Linked DNA regions of Mus musculus: regions 1 and 2 are each linked to region 3. A link is a contact called in public Hi-C and promoter capture Hi-C data. All regions are on one chromosome and are shown on one strand. Each heading gives the region's core, a stretch centred on a gene start, on an enhancer-like site or on the middle of the called end of the contact. The rest is flanking DNA. Distances are from core to core; before and after follow the strand shown. Region 1 holds the start of Slc16a10 (solute carrier family 16 (monocarboxylic acid transporters), member 10). Region 2 overlaps Rev3l (REV3 like, DNA directed polymerase zeta catalytic subunit). Region 3 holds the start of Ccn6 (cellular communication network factor 6).

Region 1 (2,951 bases), core at 157-2,656, 980 kb before region 3:
CAAACCATTACAGCTCCCTACCTTGATGATAATGGACTAAATCTCTGAAACTGTAAGAAAGCCCCCAATTAAATGCTTTTTGTAAAAAAAGAGTTACCTTGGTCACAGTGTCTCTTCACAGCAATAGACAGTGACTAAGACACCAAAAGAATTTGAGGGGTAATATATATCCAAGCTATTGTGCTATTTTAACTTAATCTCTAAAGCACCCACATTGCCCTGTATTCCCAGAACACTCCTCTGGACCCTCCCCTGTCTTTGGTTTCTTCTCTGTTTCTTTGGCTGGAAGGCTCTTTGCTTGTCCTTGTCCACAGAACCATGTGGCTAATCATAGCTCAGCTCAAACTTACTTTCTTACATACTATCCTTTTTTGGGGGGTGGGGTGGGGGTATGGGGGTAGTTGGTTTCAAGACAGGGTTTCTCTGTGTAGCTTTGACTGTCCAGGAACTCACTCTGTAGACCAGACTGGCCCAGAACTCAGAGATCTGCCTGCCTCTGCTTCCGGAGTACTGGGATACAAGGCTTGTGCTCCTACCTCCTAGCTGATGTCCCAGTGTTTAACCCTATTGCACCCCACTTTCTATTTCTGGACTGTTTTTACTTACTAGTTTAGGACAGAGAGAAGCAAGAATGTGATAATCACAGTTATTGTATAACCCACCACACTGGTGCTTAAGTAACTAGCATATTTTGATTTTGTTTGGAGTGAGTAATCTAAATATCTGAGAAATTAAGAAGATACATCAGAATAAGATGCTTCAGGGGGCAGAGGAATTGAATATAAGTGTTGGTTCTTTATTTAGTGTGAGGACAACTTGTGAAGTTTAAAAGTATTGCTTTCTAGCTGCCCGTCAAAAATGTTTGTTAGTTGAAAAATTTAGAATCACAGTCTGTCTTCCAAAATGAGCATCTTCATTGTGCCAAGTATTCAAAACAAACTGTATGTTCGCGGAATTGGAGTAATTAAACAAGGTCTCTGATTCCTGAATTGCCTTTTAAGTAGGTACGTGGCATAAGGAATCTTTTATATTATAACTAGCACAAAAGGGACAACAAATATGAAATTTAAACTGTCATTTGTGACTCTCTATTCCAGTGAGGGTAAGCATTACCTGATCGATTGATCACCTTCGCAGGCCACACGTAGGAGACGCTCCCCAAGAACTTCTAAGGTTAATGCTGAGAGGAGGTGACATTACTCCTGGAGGTAGCTAATTTGGCGGCACGCCTTCAAGCGCGCGCGCGCGGGCGGTCATTGGACACCCCTCACGGGGCGGAGCCTCCGCTTGCGGATGCCCAATCACCTGTGGGCTCAGGGTGTAAGGCCCTCTGGTGGCCACGCCCCTAGGCGGTGCGGGAGGGCGGAGGGGCGCTTTTAAGAGGCGGCTGGAGGCCGGCGTAATCAGGCGCGAGGGGCAGCCGGTGTGTCAAGTCCTCTGGCCGCCTTAGGCGGTGTCTGCGGTGTGCGCCTCTCGCCCGCCCGCCCGCCCGCCTGCCCGCGGCTCCAGTGTCCTCGCCTCGGCCTCCCTCCTCCGTCCGCGCGGCTGTCCCAGGCTCCGCGAGCCACCCCGGGACCTTGCGCCCGCAAGCTTTCTCGGTGCCCGACGGGGCCGCCTCGGGACATGGTGCCGTCCCAGGAGGAGCCCGCCGCCGAGCGGGAGACGAACGAGGCGCAGCCGCCCGGGCCCGCGCCCTCGGATGACGCTCCGCTGCCCGGCCCGGGACCCTCGGATGTCTCCGACGTGGCCGCAGAGAAAGTGGAGGTGGAGCTGACGAGGTCAGCGGGCAGTGAGCCCCCCGTTCCCCCCGAGGGCGGCTGGGGCTGGTTGGTGATGCTGGCGGCCATGTGGTGCAACGGGTCGGTGTTTGGCATCCAGAACGCCTACGGGGTGCTCTTCGTGTCCATGCTGGACACCTTCAAGGCCAAGGACGATGACAACATGGCCTTCAAGACAGGTGGGACGTTGCTGCGGGCCGAGGGGAGGAGGGCATGCGGGGTGGGAAATGGGAGCTTTTGGTGCGTCCTCTTGTGTTGGGAGGGTGTGAGCTTTGAGCCTGACCCGTCTCACTTGCAACCTGCAGCTTGGGGCTTCCCTCTGCCAGTTTTGTATGGAACCCAAAGGCAAGCAAGTTGCAGAGTTGTACCTGCCTGAGGCTTTGGACTCCTCCTTTCTGCACAGTGGGCGCCAAGAATCCACAGTACTTTCCTCTTAGTGGTGGGAAATAAACTGAACGTTCCAGCACCAACAACACTGCATTATCACTTTTACAGTCTGCTTTGTGACCGCCACGGTGGTGTGGTTATCTGCCTGCCATGCTGCAGAAGGAAAGGTGTGTTTGGGTAGATGCAGCGCAGGCCAGGACGGGAGATTGGCAAAATGGAAAAGTGGATCCCAAGGTCACAGGGAGTCCCAAAGGCAGCCCATTAAAAGTGGTAGTCGGTTGTCTCTCTGCACGCTCTACTATATTTAGACAGCATAGGAGGCAGCCACGTGGGATGGTAAGAGGAAGATAAGGGGTTGGACCTTCTGTTATGTTGACGTTTTTTTTGCCTTGTGGAAATAAAATGCAAAAGGTGCAGACTCCGCATTTTTGTCAAATGCTTTCTGACTGATTATGCAAAAGTCAAGTCTAGGACCGTCTGCATAACATTTCCCCCATTATTTCATCTCATGCTGCCGGGCAGGTGTTGTCAGCTCTGCTTGGGTGAGAAAATGGAAAGTCAGGGAAATGAAGTGTTTTAGTGAGGACCAGAATAAAGATAGACCTCATCGCCTGACTTGGAGACTGAGAGTCTCTTTGCTAAATCGGGCCACTGCTGCCTTTTGGGAAACTTAATAAGATCAATAATTTCTGTGTTTCACTCTGCTCAGCCTGGCCTTGAACTCAAGATCCTCTTGGCTCAGTTGGGATTATAAGAACATTCTGCACCATACTGGGCAATAATAGT
Region 2 (2,808 bases), core at 296-2,795, 630 kb before region 3:
CAGGTTTATTAAATTCATTCCATAAAGATTGTAGTCAATGAAGAGCTGTAGGAGGTAGGGAATATGCGCTTCATGAGGCTGGTAACATTTATTCATTATGGCTCCGCTTTGCAAAAGTTCACATATCCTAAATTAGAAAAAGAAAGTTAGAGAATTATGTTCATTATCAAATGAAGCAATGATTACAGAAATATAGAAGACAAAAGAAATTCCCACTAATACTTAAAATTTTCATTTCATTTTTTCTAGAAATATGTATTTTATTTCAAGTTAAAAGTTTAAACCACAGTCTTAAAGTAAAATGAATTTTTCTCAATGAAAAAAAACAATTCATGGATTAAATGGGAAAAAATTAAAACCACCTAAGAAAAGCATTAGAGAAATTCATCCTAGGCCTGGCAGTGCTTGCCTATACTCTGAGCACTCGGCAAGGCAAAGCAGGAAGGAGGCCTGTGGTCTGCCTAGGCTTCCAACAAGATCCCATCTTAGATTACCAAGATGGAGCCAGCCCTTCCAAAGGTAACTAAAAGCCAACAGGTTTTTTTTTTCCAAATTTTTTTATTTAAAACAATTTTTAACTTATTTTTTGTGCACAAGTGTTTCCTTTCAGATATTTTTGTCTACTAAGTGTACTTGCATGGAGGTCAGAGGACATCCCATGGTGCTGGAGCTACTGATGGGTATGAACCATCATGTGGGTGGCTTGGAATCAAACCTGGGTCTGCTGCAAGAGCGACACATGCTTTTAACTGCCGAGACATCTTTCTAGCCCCCCAAAATGGTTCTTATACGTGGCTACTTGGCACTAATTAAACATGTTCTAACCTTAGTTCCTACTTGCATTCTTTTTAGATGTAGGTATTAAACAGAAAACGAAAAACTGTAACTGGTCTTGACAAATGAAGACATTTTAAAAAGACACTTGTGAGTCTCACACTACTGAGTCTCAGACTACTAAAACAAAGAATTACCAAAGTGAGGAGGGAGTCCCCTAGAAATTTCATGCTGGGGGAAGAAAAAGGCACCAACTGTATAGGAAACTTGTCTCTAGAAAAGAATTCACACAGTTCTAACAACGTGTCTGACTAATTTAAAGGATGAAACTCAGGCCTAGTCAATGAGGTCAATGGTGGGCTGTGTCACACCTTGAGTAAAACTGTTTAAATGTGTATATATTCACTTTCTAAAGTTTACTCTTACTTCAGGATGTTGAAAATAAACTGGTATGTAAGAGGAGAGGGTTTCCTAGCTAGATGTCTTGGTCCCTCATCTCAATTGTGGCAACATTGGATAAATCTTTTTCTGCTTTCCAATATTAAAAAAAAATACAGAAATAACTTCATATACACCACTAAAAATTCCCCAAAGAAATATCAACCATAAGTCCACCACTAGAGACAGTGTTACCATGGAAATGCTAGTTCCTTCATAATAGGGAACATAAGCAACATCAACAATGCACATCAAAAAAAGTCCTATGCCAAGAACTGAGAGGCAGAGGTGTCTCCGGAAGGCCTCTGTGAGTAGTCTAAGCAGGAAGTTAAACAAACCACAGGTTCAACTCTCTGAAGAGAGGGAAGAGTGTTTCACATTAACATAGTAGGGTACAGTAAAGGTTATAAGAAAGCAGTATATTCAGGAAGGGAAGCCATAGATACTGTATGTAGTCTAGTGTCAAAACTGAAAGAAATGCCTGAAGTCAGATTATAGACAACCTACTTAAAATGTGAAGTCAGGTTACAGTCATCCTACTTAAATATGAAGCAGTATATAATTTGCTGGAGAAGTAAATAGCAGGCAAACAAAACAATCATATCAGGAGGCTACAGTGGAAAACCTAGATTGATAGTTATAAGACAAACATCTGCCAAAGAGTCAGGAGAACTGTAAGGGTGACATGGTCACATCTGAGGAACTGACTGGAGATGGATGGTAAGCTAGGGAAGAATTGAGATTAAGCCAAATGGTGGTCATGTGTTTATTGAAAATGTAATGAATGAAAGAAAAGTAGTTTTGGTTTGGTTGTCATTTTGGTTTCAGAAAAATTAAAAACAGCTCTAAACGTCCTTAGTTTTAGTATAGTGGGACATTCTAGCGGAGGTCCCACTGAAAATGAACAGGAACAATCATAATGTTTTAACACTGAAGGCATAGCTAACATACTTTTGAGGTCTATATACTGAATAGGTTATATATTACAAACGCTTAACCTCAAGCAGAACTTACTACAAGTCCATGCTAACATTTTATAAATGAAGTGATGAATCTTCAAGAGAATTTAAATGGTATTAAAGATCACACAAAAAGGGCTGGAGAGATGGAATGGCTCAGTACTTAAGAGGGCATATTAGTCTTGCAAAGGACCCAGGTTGGTTCCTAGCACACACGCTGGGTGGCTCCAGCTTCACAGGACCAAATGACACTGGCCTCTGCAGGCGCCTATACTCACATTCACAGCCCACAATGTATTTTTTAAACTCACACAAACAAAAATGAAAAGGCTATAAAGCTGACATCACATCTTCTCTGTGAGTCCTCAGTCTTAAGCACACTGAGAGTCTATTTACCCTGTTAGTGGTTTCATGTATTGACTGGGAACTCAAGAGGAAAACTGAGACATTCATACTAACTTAAAGGTCACATTCATAAAAATGAATAAATAATATAAATATAAAAGGGAGAAGATGAAGACATAAAGGCAGTCCCTAAGAAACAATCACCAATATGAAAGAAAAAACAGCAACAATACGCAGCGGCACCAAGATGAATGATCATGCAAGTATGAGGATAATCAAAGGAGGTGTCAAA
Region 3 (2,717 bases), core at 156-2,655:
GCCTTCCAAGTGTGAGCCAACATAAGCCCTTCTTCAAGATCCATTTGCCAGACATTTAACTGATCCAAGACCTTAGGGTGGCAAATGAAAAGGGTACTGTGAGGTTTGTATAAGCTTGGCCCAGAGAGTGGCATTATTTGGAGGTGTGGCCTTTTTGGAATAGGTGGGTCACTGTGGGCATGGGCTTTAAGACCCTTGTCCTAGCTGTGTGGAAGTCAGTCTTCTCCTGTTTGCCTTGAGATGCCTGCACCATGCCTGTTTGGATACTGCTATGCTCCCACCTTGATGATAATGGACTGATCCTCTGAACTGTAAGCCAACCCCAATTAAATGTTGTCCTTATAAGAGTTGCCTTGGTTATGGTGTCTGTCCACAGCAGTAAACCCCTAACTAAGAAGGGTACCATCTGGGTGGCCCAGTGCACATATAGCTGCAGGCTACTGTGATGTGTGCATGCTCATGTGCTATTGGCTCTGTGGGAGCACAGCCTCCCAGAGGTCACCGCTGTGGGAGGCCTTACTTATGTGCTAAATTCATGCTCATAAGGGTGGGAAGAAAGAGGCCCGGACACTGTAGATCACGTGACAGGCCAAAGGGAGAAGAGCTGTGGGAAGGTAGGTTTCGCCTGCTGGATCTTCAGGAAGACAAGACTTGGACAGAGAAAGAACAAAGGTTAAAATGGATACTCTTAACTCTTGTCCTGGTGACAACACAGGAGGGGACAGGCTGGTGGCCACATGTGTGTGCACACATGGTGTGTTTCTGGAGAAATGGTTCAAATTCAGAGTAACTTACTTTTTAGAGTTTTAAAGATTGTTTTAACTGATACACAAAAACAAAATTATATGTATTAATGGGCATCTTGTAGTGTTTCGTATGTTAAAAAAAATTCTCACTCCAATTTTCTAATTGGGAAAATCTAATTGGGAAAACCTAATTGGGGAAACCTAGGGTTAATTTTCTGTTGTCTCCCACAAAACTACAACTGCAGATAGGAGCCTAGTTTAAGCAAATGTGCTGTGGGGAGTCTACTTACACCCACTAGGTTAACCCCTTACCATTGCCCCAGGGGTGAGATGTGTCGGAGTATAGGACGACATGGGGTGGGGGCTGCTCACCAGCTCAGGAAAGGCCTCTAGAATCTGCTGTTGGTAGGACATGAAACTCAAGTGACATGAAATGGGGAGAGACTGGACCAACACCCGGCAGAGAAATCAGAGAGACCAAGGGCAAGGTGGGAAAGATGTCCAATGCCACCCAACTCCTGGAAGACGGGCTTGGATCTCAAGAACAGGATGTCCGTCCTCCCTCAGAGAACAACCTCCACTTGCTCTCGCAGAGTCCCTGTAGGAAGGTGTTGGCCCCTCCTGACGCACACCGTGCAGACCCAAGGAGCTTCTAGAAGTCCAGTGAAATCCGCAGGGCACTGGGACAGATCCTCAGACGGAAAGTGCAACCCGGGAGTCTGAAGCCCAGGAGGTGGAGACGTGGTTCCTTGTGCAGGAGACAGGGGAGCTTTGTGCCTGGCGCTTCTCCATCTCTCCATCCTCCCGGCATCATGCGTAGGCTCCTCTTTTGCACTCTGCTCATGACTGGGCTGACACAGGTAAGTCCTTGTTTCACATTCAGACTCCAGCTGTACATCTCCAGGCCCAAAGTACAGCTGCAAGGTAGAAATGGGGGAAATATACGGGTAATTATTTAATGAGAAATGGGGAGCCATTTTCCTTTCCAGAACGTTCAGTTTTAGCTTGGGAGTTTCGTCTCGATGCTGGACACTTCCCCCTTTGAGGTGTACACACTGAAGCCTTCTTGCAATGTGTGAACAGTCCACTAGTGTTCCCTTATGTCTATTTACACAGTCCACCCCAGCTCTCGGATGGGTAGCACTGACGGCCACAGCTGTAAACATGATCCCTTCATGAGAGGTTGCAGGCGCGGGCGGGCGAACACAAGGGCAGGCGGGCTCGCCTTTTCACAGCTTGTAGCATGCAAAGAGCTCCTGGCAAAAAAACGGGTTTGGCAATGATTTTTTTTTTTTCCCCCAGCTAAGCCTGTCCTTGTTTGAAAGGAACGCTTAGGAAGGAACATTTAGTGTTAAACTTTTACTTTATCTTTTCTCAAGCCTTGGGTCTTTCACTTTTTGTGAGTGAATCTGTCCGTGGAAGCTCTAAATAATTCGGAGGGCAGAGCATATGAAGTTTAATTTAAAATGAGCAATTCATTGCCTTAGTGTTTTTGATTGAGAAGATTAAAGCAGACAGAGTTACTTGCTGATTTATTTACATGAAGGTCACTGCTGGCTCTGACCTCTTCCGGTGACATAGAAAACATGGAAGGGTAAGGAGTTGGAGCTGAACATGGCTGGGGCAGCAGAGGTATTCTATACAGTAAGGGGAGTTGTTATACCGTCTAGAGGTGTGAGGTTTCAGAAGGCTCCTAAGAAGGATCTCAGCGATGGGTTCTTCCTGCTGGCACAGCTGGAGGACATTTCTTCAATAGCTCTGTGCCCAGCTCTCTCCTGTTCTACACTCTCAGGAGAGGCAGGTGGTTACTGTCAACTGAGGACTAGGGCATGTTCTTTTTTTTTTTTTAGTTTTTTTTAGAGCATGTTCTTAAACAGCAAATATTCTAGCACACAGAGAAATGTACAGAATAGAAAACAAGTGCAAATACAAAGAGATATTGTACTTAGACCACAAATTATCATTCGTGAT

Evidence for each region. Promoter capture Hi-C pulls out the DNA fragments that hold promoters and counts their contacts. A called contact is a pair of places that touch in the nucleus more often than the background predicts.
Region 1: a promoter capture Hi-C map of embryonic stem cells shows a contact between it and region 3, with 4 times the contacts expected there. The contact joins the promoter of Slc16a10 here to the promoter of Ccn6 in region 3. A contact is called at or near these places in 8 of 39 promoter capture datasets (the 3T3-L1 cell line, the C10 cell line, cranial neural crest and 4 more), 2 of 15 datasets of contacts at CTCF or cohesin (embryonic stem cells and pro-B cells), 3 of 115 datasets of contacts at active chromatin or transcription factors (T-cell acute lymphoblastic leukemia and embryonic stem cells) and 2 of 9 other capture datasets (embryonic stem cells and liver).
Region 2: a Hi-C map of Th2 cells shows a contact between it and region 3, with 2.5 times the contacts expected there. The contact joins the enhancer-like site here to the promoter of Ccn6 in region 3. A contact is called at or near these places in 1 of 39 promoter capture datasets (hippocampal neurons), 4 of 15 datasets of contacts at CTCF or cohesin (embryonic stem cells, large pre-B cells, pro-B cells and 1 more), 17 of 484 Hi-C or Micro-C datasets (CD4 T cells, the P5424 cell line, Th2 cells and 11 more), 21 of 115 datasets of contacts at active chromatin or transcription factors (the 230-238 cell line, the NIH/3T3 cell line, the SCID.adh cell line and 17 more) and 2 of 9 other capture datasets (embryonic stem cells and liver).

What each region holds. Positions count from the first base shown.
Region 1 is chr10:40,140,709-40,143,659 of GRCm38.p6, reverse strand. It overlaps Slc16a10 (solute carrier family 16 (monocarboxylic acid transporters), member 10), which reads left to right and starts at 1,406. Exons shown (of 6, transcript NM_001114332.1): 1 at 1,406-1,957. The coding sequence starts at 1,624.
Region 2 is chr10:39,792,183-39,794,990 of GRCm38.p6, reverse strand. It overlaps Rev3l (REV3 like, DNA directed polymerase zeta catalytic subunit), which reads right to left. Exons shown (of 32, transcript NM_011264.3): 4 at 1-127. Among named protein-coding and RNA genes, the nearest start is that of Rev3l, 61 kb to the right of the region's middle. Within about 2 kb of position 1,545, at least 33 of the 459 cell types and tissues checked have an H3K27ac peak or open chromatin away from gene starts, as enhancers often do. A contact at or near this core is called in the P5424 cell line, the SCID.adh cell line, T-cell acute lymphoblastic leukemia and 3 more, where this site is marked.
Region 3 is chr10:39,162,482-39,165,198 of GRCm38.p6, reverse strand. Ccn6 (cellular communication network factor 6) reads left to right here and starts at 1,405. Exons shown (of 5, transcript NM_001127376.1): 1 at 1,405-1,606. The coding sequence starts at 1,559.